Regions from separate parts of the Mus musculus genome. Here region 2 is linked to region 1. A link is a contact called in public Hi-C data. All regions are on one chromosome and are shown on one strand. Each heading gives the region's core, a stretch centred on a gene start, on an enhancer-like site or on the middle of the called end of the contact. The rest is flanking DNA. Distances are from core to core; before and after follow the strand shown. Region 1 has its middle 25 kb from the start of Nenf. Region 2 holds the start of Nek2 (NIMA (never in mitosis gene a)-related expressed kinase 2).

What was found. Hi-C and Micro-C count contacts between places; a contact is called where the count stands out from the background.
Region 2: a Hi-C map of the N1E-115 cell line shows a contact between it and region 1, with 21 times the contacts expected there. The contact joins the promoter of Nek2 here to the enhancer-like site in region 1. A contact is called at or near these places in 19 of 39 promoter capture datasets (the 3T3-L1 cell line, 3T3-L1-derived adipocytes, the C10 cell line and 11 more), 5 of 15 datasets of contacts at CTCF or cohesin (the NIH/3T3 cell line, embryonic stem cells, large pre-B cells and 2 more), 70 of 484 Hi-C or Micro-C datasets (the 63-12 cell line, B cells, the Ba/F3 cell line and 38 more), 23 of 115 datasets of contacts at active chromatin or transcription factors (the 230-238 cell line, the HPC-7 cell line, T-cell acute lymphoblastic leukemia and 15 more) and 3 of 9 other capture datasets (adipose tissue, liver and macrophages).

The regions. Positions count from the first base shown.
Region 1 is chr1:191,290,518-191,296,359 of GRCm38.p6, forward strand. No RefSeq gene overlaps it. Among named protein-coding and RNA genes, the nearest start is that of Nenf, 25 kb to the right of the region's middle. Within about 2 kb of position 2,109, at least 132 of the 459 cell types and tissues checked have an H3K27ac peak or open chromatin away from gene starts, as enhancers often do. A contact at or near this core is called in the Ba/F3 cell line, the N1E-115 cell line, the NIH/3T3 cell line and 12 more, where this site is marked.
Region 2 is chr1:191,819,827-191,825,695 of GRCm38.p6, forward strand. Nek2 (NIMA (never in mitosis gene a)-related expressed kinase 2) reads left to right here and starts at 1,647. Exons shown (of 8, transcript NM_010892.3): 1 at 1,647-1,915; 2 at 2,321-2,538; 3 at 2,666-2,906; 4 at 5,657-5,739. The coding sequence starts at 1,820.

The DNA of each region.
Region 1 (5,842 bases), core at 859-3,358:
GGAGCGGTGGCAGAAGCAGCAGACATGGCAGCAGGATCAGGAAGTGGAGAAATCGCATCTTCAACAGTAACTACAAAGCAAGAAGAGCACACTGCGAGTGAGGTTAGAAACTCCCAACACCCACTCTCTCTCACTAATGGACATCCACCAGAAAGCCTACAGGTTCCAGAGCCTCCCCAAACAGTCAAGCAACTGGGGACCAAGCATCTAAATACCTGAGCCTATGGAGGACATTTCTCCCTCAGACCACCACATTCCACATACATACCACATACCACACACACACTAATACATGCATGCATGCACATGCACACACAAAGGCACACACACACATACATGACCACATTAACAGTTACAATAAGGAATATACTGGGTAGTTCATTTATTATAACTCTTCCTTAGGAATAAAGCCAGAATGCTAGAATGTGTGACATCCTCATTGGTCGTTATGTGGAACCAGCTATCCACAGACTCTCAGGGATGGTGTGGTAAATCCTGAGGCTCTGAGCAAAGGGTCTTCTCATATTTGGTTGAGACTCGTTTAGCCTTTAAGACACCTTCAGGGCTGGTGAGATGGCTCAGTGGGTAAGAGTACCCGACTACTCTTCCAAAGGTCCAGTGTTCAAGTCCCAGCAACCACATGGTGGCTCACAACCATCCGTAACAAGATCTGACGTCCTCTTCTGGTGTGTCTGAAGACAGCTACAGTGTACTTACATATAATAAATAAATAAATCTTAAAAAAAAAAAAAAAAGACACCTTCAGGGGCCAGGGAGCACAAGAAGGGAGGCCGCTGACTCTGTGCTGACTGCCATCCTAGGGACCTAGAGTCGCAGTATCCCAGGCATCAGGTAATATCAAGACCAGACTTGGGCAGTGTCCAGCAGTATGACAGGCCAGGGGCAGGCAGGTGGCACTATGTATGTACAGGAAACATCTTGGCAAGCTGGAACAGTGTCTGTGGTGGTGCAGGTCTGTAATCCCAGCACTCCATAACCAGAGGCCAGCTCGAGCTACATAGTAGCTTTGAAACCAGCCTGGCTACACAGTGAGTAGCAAAAAGCCAGAAAACTAGAGGCTGGGGAGCTGGCTTGTCAGCCAGAACCATCTCGCTCTTGAAGAGGACAGATCCATTCCCAGCACCCATGGCAGGTGGCTCACAGCCAACTGTAACCAGTTTTCTAGGGTGTCTGATGCTCCTGGCTTCTGCAATCACCTGCACACATGTGCACATACCCCTACACATACACATAATTAAAGAAATAATAAGTCAGCCAGGTATAGTGGCCCATGTTTTTAATCCTAGCACTCAGGAGCAGAGGTAGGCAGATCTCTGTGAGTTTGAGGCCAGCCTGGTCTACATAGTGAGTTCCAGGACAGAACAGTCTAATGATCTTCTTCTTCCTCTTCCTCTTCCTCATCCTCTTCCTTCCCTCCCCCTCCTCTCCTCCTCCCCCTCCTCTCCTCCTCTTCCTCATCCTCTTCCTCCCCTCCCCCTCCTCTCCTCCTCCCCCTCCTCTCCTCCTCTTCCTCCTCCCCCTCCTCTCCTCCTCCTCCTCCTCTTTTTCCTCCTCCTCCTCCTCTTCCTCTTCCTCCTCCTTTTACTTCTTCATCCTTTTTTTATAAAGGCCAACACTAAAGAAATTAATAAATAAAAAGTGTCTGCTAGGGGCAGTTCTTCCTTTTTATAGTTCTTAAATGACCAAGATTTTTTACATTACAAAAAGCTTTCTGCTTATAATTAGACCAAATGATCATGTTATTCCACCACAGGGAAACCAGGTTTGGCCCTACACCCAGCAGCTGCTGCTACTATAGGGGCCTTTGGCCTCATGAGACCAGAGCCCCTTTCCCCATGCTAATCTCACAAGATTGCATCCAGCCCTCTCAGCTCAGGCCTGTTTCTGGCAACCACATCTGCCCTCCCTTGTCCTTCCAGGGTTTTCCAGAAATTCTTTGCCACTGTTCCTTGGCAGGAGACTACGGCATCACATGGCCAGTGACTGGTGCCTTCTGACTCACGGAATGGAAAGAAACCACACAGAGAAGCACACAGGGCCTCTGTTGCCAGCCAGGGTGACCACATGGAACGGGAGGTGATTCATCTGAGCCTGCCTGGCATTGGCACTCGAATACACTTGCCTGGAGCTGGGCAGTCAGCCCTTAAGTGATGCGTGGGGTATCCCCCTCCCAGGGCAGAGCAGCCCCTCCTAGGAGGAATAAGTGGCTCTCTGCCTCTGTCCCAAGTGGCTGACAGATGACCAAGGAGGTTGTAGGACAGCTCTGGGGACAGAGGTAATTAGATCAAGAATCAGGGTTGGGGACTTCAGAGAAGAGGTAGACAGGTGGAAGCTGAGTGTGGCTGGGGTCCTTTGCTCCAAATTCTTCATCACACCTGGTGTCTCCAACACAGAGGAGACACAGCTCACCATTCCAGAAGGAATATAATCAGTTGCTCACATAGTCCTTTTCAAGGCCAAGTGCAGAGGGGGCAGGGCACCAAGGGCAAGCGCAACTCTACGTCATTCCCCACTGGGCACCATATGACAGTCCCATTTTATGTATGAGGAAATTTTAACCAGAAATATAAAGCAGGTTGCCGCAGGTGACTGCCACCAGTGACAACTCTAACCACGTTGTGTGGTCCAGCTCTGCTGTGAGCTGCTGATGGATACAACATCCCATGCAAGCTCCACATTTCCCTTCACATACATGGTCTGACATCATCCTCAGAGCAGCACTGTAGGGAGGATGTTAGTGTTCACACAAAATGAGATCAGAAAGAACAGCAAGGCACAGGGTGTGTGATGGACAGGGTGTGTGATGGACAGGGTGTGTGATGGACAGGGTGTGTGGACAGGGTGTGTGATGGACAGGGTGTGTGATGGTTTGTATATTCTTGGGCCAGGGAGTGGCACCATTTGGAGGTGTGGCCTTGTTGGAATAGGTGTGACCTGGTTGGAGTAGGTGTGTCACTGTGGGTACGGGCTTAAGACTCTCACTCTAGTTGCCTGGAAGTCAGTCTTCCACTAGCAGCCTTTGGATGAAGATGTAGAACTCTCAGCTCTGCCTGGACCATGCCAGCCTGGATACTGCCCTGCTCCCACCTTGATGATGATGGACTGAACCCCTGAACTTGTAAGCCAGTCCCAATTAAATGTTTTTTTATAAGACTTGCCTTGGTCATGGTGTCTGTTCATAGCAATAAAACCCTAACTAAGACAGTGTGGTAGCTAGTGTTTCAATTGTGAGCCTAGCCTTTAAAGGCTGAGCTATCTCTCAGCCCCTATGGTGGCTAGTGTTCAAGTTGTGAGCCTAGCCTTTAACTGCTAAGCTATCTCTGATACCTGTGATACTTTTTAATTGTACAAATGATACAAGGTAGACTAGACTGGCAACAGTCTCAGTGAAAGATTCTTTAGATCAGATTGGCCTTGGTGGTGGTGGGACTGTCTTGATTACCTTAATGGCGGTGGAAAGACCGACCTACTGTGGCAACACTAGGCACAGTAGGCAGGGCCCTGGACAATGTAAGAGTGGAGGAAGAGAGCTGAGCAGTAAATATGTATGGATTCCTTTTCTTCACAGCTGTGGCTGGCTGCTTCGGCTTCCTGCCTTGGCCTCGTCACTGTCATGGTCTGTAACCTGGAGTTGTAAACTAAAACAAGCTCTCCCCGGAGTTGTTTGTCAGAGTACTTAACCCCAGCAACAGAAATGCAACACGTACAGAGAGCTCGAATGCTCTGGAGTTACAAAGTGAGTGCTGTGGAACCTCAGCCAGGACCTTCCTAAGCTGGAGCACCGTGGTTTGGGATGTTCCCTGCTGCCTATGGGGAAACCTGGCATGTGCTGAGCTGTAGGGAAGAGCTCTGACAAGGTTAAGGGGATTCAGAAAAGGTCAGCCAAGCCACATGCACAGGAAGATGGGTGAGCTAGAGGGGTAGATGAGGCCCAGACTTCTCCGTGAAGTCATGGAGGCGGTGCAAGCTTGCTTCAGAGAGCCTAACCCTAACCCTCCTCCCTCCTCCCTCTACCCTCCTCCCTCCTGCCTCTTCCCTCCTCCCTCTTCCCTTCCCCTTTCTTTCTCCTCTCTCCTCCTTTCCTCCTCCCTCTCCTCTCCCTCCTCCCTCCTCCCTCTCATCTCCCTCTTCCCTCCTCCCTCTTCTCTCCTTCCTCCCTCTTTCCTCTTCCTTCTTCCCTCCTCTCTTCTTTCTCCTCCCTCTTCCCTCCTCTCCCTCCCTCCCTCCCTCCCTCCTCCCTCTCCTGTCCTTCTCCTCTCTCCTCATTCTTCTCCTTTCCCTCTCCCTCCTCCCTTTGTTCTCCTCTTCTCACTCAACCCCCATCCCTTCTGCAACCAGGTCTCATGAAGTTTGGCCTATAACTTATTAGGCCATAAAAGATGACCTCAAACTCTTAACCCTCAGGCCTCCACCTCCAGAGAGCTATGATTGCAGGCATGTGCCACCACACACCAGGCATGCTAGGTGTTAGAAACAAACAATCTGGGTGTTGCACGGGGGAACACAGAAACAAAGCAAATGTATCTTGGTAACATAATTCTTTTTAAAAACTATTTCATTGTATGTGTGTGGATGCTGTGTCTGCATGCATGTATGTGCACCACATTCATGCTTGATTCCTGTGAAGACCAGAAGAGGCCATCAGATCCCCTGAAACGTGTGTTACACACAGTTGAGAACTACTGTGTGGGTGCTGGGAATCAAACCCAAGTCTCTGTAAGAGCAACAAATGCTCTTAACCACGGACCCATCTCTCCAGCCCTAAGGGTTTTTGTTAAAAGGGTGTGCCAGAATCCAAACCAACAGGACTCCTGCCTTTATCCCTAAAGTAGTCGGTAGCTGTGTTTCATCCATTAATGGGTGCTCAACTTCACAGGCTGACATGATTGGCTAATTGGTGAAAGGAGGAAGGAGAAGGCCAGGAAATGACTTCCTGCTTGGCTGCCTAGCTTTGACTTAACAAAACAAGTTTCTCATAGGCAAGCCCTCTACCAACTGCTCTCTTCTCTCTCTCTCTCTCTCTCTCTCTCTCTCTCTCTCTCTCTCTCTCTCCCTCCCTCTCCCTCTCTGTCTCCTTTCCTCTCTCTCCCCTCTCTCTCTTCCTCTCTCTCCCTCTCTTCTTCCCTCCCTCTCTCTCCTTCCCTCCCTCTCCCTTCCCTTCTCTCCCTCTCTCTTTTCACACATGTGCACACACACACATACACATACAGTCCTTCCAACAAGGAGAGAGGAGAGAGAGAGAGATCAAATAAGTTTTCATTAACCCAGAGAAAAAGATGTCTATCCAAAGGAGACAATGGCAGCTTGGCCCCTGCCCTTCAGTTCATTCCATGTTGCTCAGCCTGGTGCCAGCTCACTTCTCCACATTCTTTCTGCAACCTCCCACCTCCCTGTAAACACCCTGCAAACGCCACTGACAGCACTCGGATCCATCAGTCCAGCTCAGCTCCATGCCTTGCTTATCTAGGAAGACAGTTCTGCTCCAAACACATGCTTATAAAACTAAATAATACAGTCTTGCTCCCAGGCTTGATGTTGCTCCTGGCTGAGCATTATTTCAGAATCTGTCAATGGAGCCCACGTGCAACAAATGCATTCTTTTATGTACTTAGAGTTGGAGACAGGGAGTGCCCTGTGGGATTGCACAGATGTGCCTGTGGGTAGAAGGGATGTGAGCCACTTCTTCACCTTTCCCTGGGTTAGATGACTTCTGCTGGCCCTTATGGAAGAGAGGGTGGGAGAGGGACTGGTGAGATCATGGGAGACAGTCGGAAGAACGTGGAAAGAACTGCCTGCCCCAAACTCCTGCCACGGCGCTGCA
Region 2 (5,869 bases), core at 397-2,896, 530 kb after region 1:
AAGTGGAACTTCTAACAACTGGAAGGACAAGTACCAAGTTAGTCTTGAGAAGCTGAGAAAGTGTGTTGTGTTTGGAGCGAAGAGTAAGAGCTCTTTGTCTAGAAAGAAGATGAAAGGTTGTGTGTGAAGCAGGCTGGTCAACAAACTCAACATAAGCATCAGTACACCCATCACATACACACCACACGCCTATACACCACATATCACAAACACACCACACACACAACATGCTACACATATCACATACAACACTCTACACATCATAAACAACACACACAGCACACACACACACAACATACTACACACATTACATACGACACACACACACAAACATACCACACATATCACATACGACACACACACAAACATACCACACACATCACATATGACACACACACACCATATAAATGACCTCAGGCATTTGTAGCTCCTTATATAATTTCTGAGACCTAAATTAATCCTACCCCTTTGAGGTGTGACAATGTCCTTGAATGCTAATTTAAAAGTTCTCCTGGCTGGCAATTCCAATTAGCTTATACTAAATTCAGCGCACAAAATACATTTATTTTTAACATAAGGAGGCTTCTAATTCTTATTAATAGGACATTGGGTTCTTTTTCAATCACAGCATGAACAGATATTTTAAGAACAATGACCCATTTATGCAGCAGATTATTAGCTTTCTGGTAATGCACATTACCCCCCACCTGCTCTGGATGGAAGCCTTTAGCTCCCCTTCCCCAAGTCAAAGCGGGGCCATGTCACTGGCTATGTGAGCTCAAGTCAGCAAACTGCATGCAGCTCCCGGATTGGCTATTAGGGAACACCTTTTTTTTTTTTTTTTTCCTAACACACTTTTTTGGTAGATGTCTTAGAAGTACAATTTGGCAGTGTGGTGACTCTGTTCTGAATGCTTCCATACTCAGTCCCTAAGCTTTGGATACGTTTCTATGTTCAACAGGTCTCTCAGTTTAATGTTCAGAGATCTAGACTATGCTAACTGTGCTCAGAAAACACATGTCAACTCTGCGTTATTACTATGAATATCCTTTATTCTTATTATTTTTTAATTAGTTCTCTTCTGGGCAGTTGGGCCTAGTTTCTCTCTCTCTGTCTCTCTCTCTCTCTGGGCGTGGGGTGTCTTTCTCGCGGGTGGGGGTAAGGCAGGGACCCTCTACAAAGCTCTGGATGTCCTCAAGCTCACAGAGATCTGCCTGAGCGCGCCACCAAGCCGGGCTGGAACAGGGATTCTGGCTCTCTAGGTGTGAGGACTATAAAGTGCTCGGTGCACTCACCGCACCCTCAGGGTCATCAAATCCTCAACACACAAGGGCTTAGGTTCAGGACCCGAGTGCAGAGGAGTCGGAAAAGGGTGGGGTCAAAGTGGAAAGGTCAAAAGGCCAGTGTCTCCAGTCCAGAGCCTCGGACATCCGTTACCATAGCGACTTCAGCCAAGGAATGGAATTACCGAGGCCCCAACAGGCTTTGCGATCCCAAATCCCAGGGGTTTTCGGCGCGGCTCGTATTCCGTAGAGCAGCTAGACGCAGACACCAACGCCGACGCGGTTGCCTAGCGACACGCATTTTCCCAGGATGCCTAGCAGTGTTGTGTTTTCTCAGCCAATCAGAGTTGAGATGCACCTTCGCTGTGGACCAATAGAATGCGAGGCCGAAGCCCGCGACGGTTGACCCGGTGGCCGGTTGCTCGCCGACTCAGGCAGGCAGACGAGGGGCTCGGGTTTCGGCGCGGTTGGCCTGCAGCGGGCGAGCCTGGGCTCCGAGCGGCGCGGTGGTGTGGTTGCCAGGGTGGCCGCTCGCCATGCCGTCCCGGGTGGAGGACTACGAGGTGCTGCACAGCATCGGCACCGGCTCCTACGGCCGCTGTCAGAAGATTCGGAGGAAGAGCGACGGCAAGGTGAGGCGCCGGGCAGCCCTTCCACGGCGGGCTTAGGGAGAAGCAAGCGTCGCCCACGCTGGGGAGGGGCAGGGCGGCCACCTGAACTCTCGTGAAGGACCGGGCTGTAGCCTCCTAAGAAGGGACGGGCTCGTGGAGCGGGCAGCCGCGGCTGGGAACCGGTGGAGGCGCGAATCCGCGGCGAGCAGAAAGACGAGCTCACGTGACCTGCTTCGCCGCTGCGCCACACGCCGTCCCGGACTCAAGCGCTGGGGATGGTACCGCCCACATTTCGGGTGGGTCTTCCCACTAAATTAACCCGGTCTCGACTCCCTCACTGACACACCCATTGAGTTGTTAGTGTTTTGTTTTTCAACTTTGGAAATTTCACCCTTTGTCTCACACCTTGGAAATGTTGTATTTCAGATCCTGGTGTGGAAAGAGCTTGACTATGGCTCCATGACGGAGGTGGAGAAGCAGATGCTTGTGTCTGAAGTGAACTTGCTTCGGGAGCTGAAACATCCAAACATCGTCAGTTACTATGATCGCATTATTGACCGAACCAACACAACCCTGTACATCGTAATGGAATACTGTGAGGGAGGGGACCTGGCTAGTGTCATTTCAAAGGGGACCAAGGATAGGTAAGGTGAAAGAGCCCCACGGTTCGTATCTAATAATAATTAACTTCCATGTTTGTACGCTCTGAATGACTTGCCCCAGATTGAAGATGGCTTTTATTCAGGGTTGTGAAATGTGCTTTTTCTCCAGACAGTACTTGGAGGAAGAGTTTGTCCTTCGAGTGATGACTCAGTTGACGCTGGCCCTGAAAGAGTGTCACAGAAGGAGCGATGGTGGCCACACTGTGCTTCACCGGGACCTGAAGCCAGCCAATGTCTTCCTGGACAGCAAACACAATGTCAAGCTGGGGGACTTTGGACTAGCTAGAATATTAAATCACGACACGAGTTTTGCAAAAACGTTTGTTGGCACACCCTATTACATGTCTCCTGTGAGTATTTTAGAATTCAACTTTTTTTTTTTCCCTGAGACAGGATTTCTCTGTGTAGCCCTGACTGTCCTGGAACTCACTTTGTAGACCAGGCTGTCCTTGAACTCAAAGTGATTCTCCTGCCTCTGCCTCCCAAATGCCGGGAATAAGGGTGTGAGCTACCACACCTGGCCTAGAATTCAACTTTTTAATATCTTAGGTGAAGCATTCAGATGCAAAGAACTGAGGCTTGGGTTGCTAGTAAATCCAGTAGCTCAGAATTCACAATACAATTTAAGTTTGAGTTTGACTTTGTTCCCCTAATGTTGGGGATTGAACCTAGGCCCTCAGGCATTTGAGTTACACCCCAAAGTCTTTTATATGTATTATGTATTTAAAAATGTTTATTATTTATGTATATATAGTATATGTGTCTTGTGAGTGAGTGCTATGTGTATGGTGAGACCAGAAGAGGGAGTGGACTTACCCTATCCCACACACTCACGCTCAGGGTTCCAGGCAACTGTGAGCCGTCTGACCAGATGCTGGAACTTGAACTCAGGACCCCCGGGAAGAGCAGCAGGTGCTTAATCGCTGACCCCTCCTAGATTTGTTTTCAAAGAGACTTCCTGGCAAACAGTTCTCTGTATTCAACTAGAGCTTTCAAAAGAAAAAGAGAACTAAGGACTTATTTATGTGTATGGGTGTTTGGTCTACATGTATGTAAGTGTGCCACCTGTGTGCCAAATGCCCAAGGGGGTCAGAAGACAGCATTGGACTCTTTGGAGCTAGAGTTATGGATGGATTGAGAGACTGGAAACCATATCCAAGTCTTCTGTAAGAGCAACAAGTGCTGTTAACCACTAAGCCATCTTCAGTGTCCCCCATTTCCCAGAGTTTCACTGTAGTTCTGGCTAGCCTGGAATTCACAAAGATCTGCCTGCCGCTGCTGGGATTAGAGGTGTGAACCATGTTGCTCAGCTTTTGTTTTGTTCTTCAATAACCACAAAATGCTAAATTATAGGGTTACAAATAATGTTTAAGGCAACAATGTTTCCAAGGGGAATAGTGTTTGTTTGTTTTGTTGTTTTTTGTTTTTTCAAGACAGGGTTTCTCTGTGTAACCCTGGCTGTCCTGGAACTCACTCTGTAGACCACGCTGGCCTTGAACTCAGAAATCCGCCTGCCTCTGCCTCCTGAGTGCTGGGATTAAAGGCGTGAGCCACCACTGCTCAGCTGGGAATAGTGTTTAAAGGCAACAATATTTCCGAAGATGTCAGTCCTAAAGTGGTGACTTCAGACTCCCTGGGAGTGTTTATTTTATTTTTTTAACATACGGAGTCCTGGACCCAAAGTTAAAGCACCGCTGGTCACGCTGTCTCAGCAGGCAGCTGAGGTGAACCGAGATGCTCAGGTACTTGCTACTGCTCATGAGTTTAGGACCCAGACCCAGGGAATGGTGCCTCCACATTTAGAGTGAGTCTCCCCAGCTGAGCTAAGTCTAGATTCCCTTAGTGATATACACAGAGACTTGTGTCCTAGGTGATTTTAGATGCTGTTAGGTGGACAGATTTAGCATTACAGTAACTGAAAGTTTGGTGAGGCTCAGGTCTTCTCACAGAGGGATCCAGTGTTTAGTGTTAATTTCTGCATGTCCTGTCCTTGCTGCTCTTCTGCATTTACAGGGTGTTCCCAAATGTCTCACTATCATAAGGCACCCTAGGTGCATAGCCTTGTATGAATTAGTCCTCATTTCTGATTATTAGATTGTAGAACAATTGTTAGGGCAAAAACATGACAGGTTTTTAATCTGTCATTAGATGTCAAGGTCAGGGCCTGCTTTTTATCCCAGTCTGATTTGCATAGTGAGATCCTGTCTCAAAAAACAGAAGCAAAGCACAAGTAAATACCAACCAGCCTCAAGTCTGTAAGGGGCAGCACACACACACACACACACACACACATCCTCCGTCCACTGTTATAAAAGCACAGCAGTATCTAACACTCTCCTTACTTCTCCCAGCTGATGTCTCAGGGAAACTGAGCCCATTCAGGCCCTAGGGCAGTGGAGGGCAGTGGGGAAGGAGGCAGGAAAGGCCGTGCAGGGGTTAACATCTGGGTGATTTCCTTTGTACTTAAGCGTTCTGTGTGCAACATGACACCATGGAAAACCGCCCAGCTCTGAAAATAGTCACAAGTTCACTAAGTTTTATACTGTCACCAGGTCTATTAGTTTGATTATTTATCTGGAAAGTTCTAGAAATCTCTGTGAACTACTGAAGAATCCTCTATATGACAGTAACTCATGTACCCAAGCTTCCTAGAACTTGTATAGCTGAGAACAACTTTGGATTTCTTTTTAGAAGATTTTATGTATTTTTATGTGTATAAGTATTTTTCCTGAATGTATGTACACCATGTGTATTCAGTGCCTGGGAGAGCACAGGGCATTGGATCCCCTGGAGCTAGAGTTATAGACTGTAATGAGTGGCCGTGTGGGTGCTGGGAGAGAAGCCTGGGCCCTCTGCAGGAGGACCACCTTGGCTGCTGAGATGTGTCTCTAGCCCTAGCCCGCCATCGTTTTCTGGTCCTCATGCTCTATCTCCCAAGTGCTGAGATGACAAGTGTGAGCCATGGTTACTTTTTTTGAGATCCAGCCCTGGGCTTTGTGCCTGCTAGGCAGGCCCTCTGCTGACCAGGCTGCATTCCAGCCCTCAGGTTGAAACAAAGCAAGCTCTCACCTCCTTGGTATTTTCTTACCTTCTCCTTTAGGAACAGATGAGCTGCTTATCCTACAACGAGAAGTCGGACATCTGGTCCTTGGGCTGCCTGCTGTATGAGCTGTGTGCACTAATGTGAGTGCGTGGAGACAGGCCCGCTTCAGGCAAACACTCTGGGTCCTGTTACAATAGCAACAACCAAACACCTGGCTTGTACAAATTTAGAATGGAACATGTGGGACTGGGTCCTGCTTTTTTGTTCAGG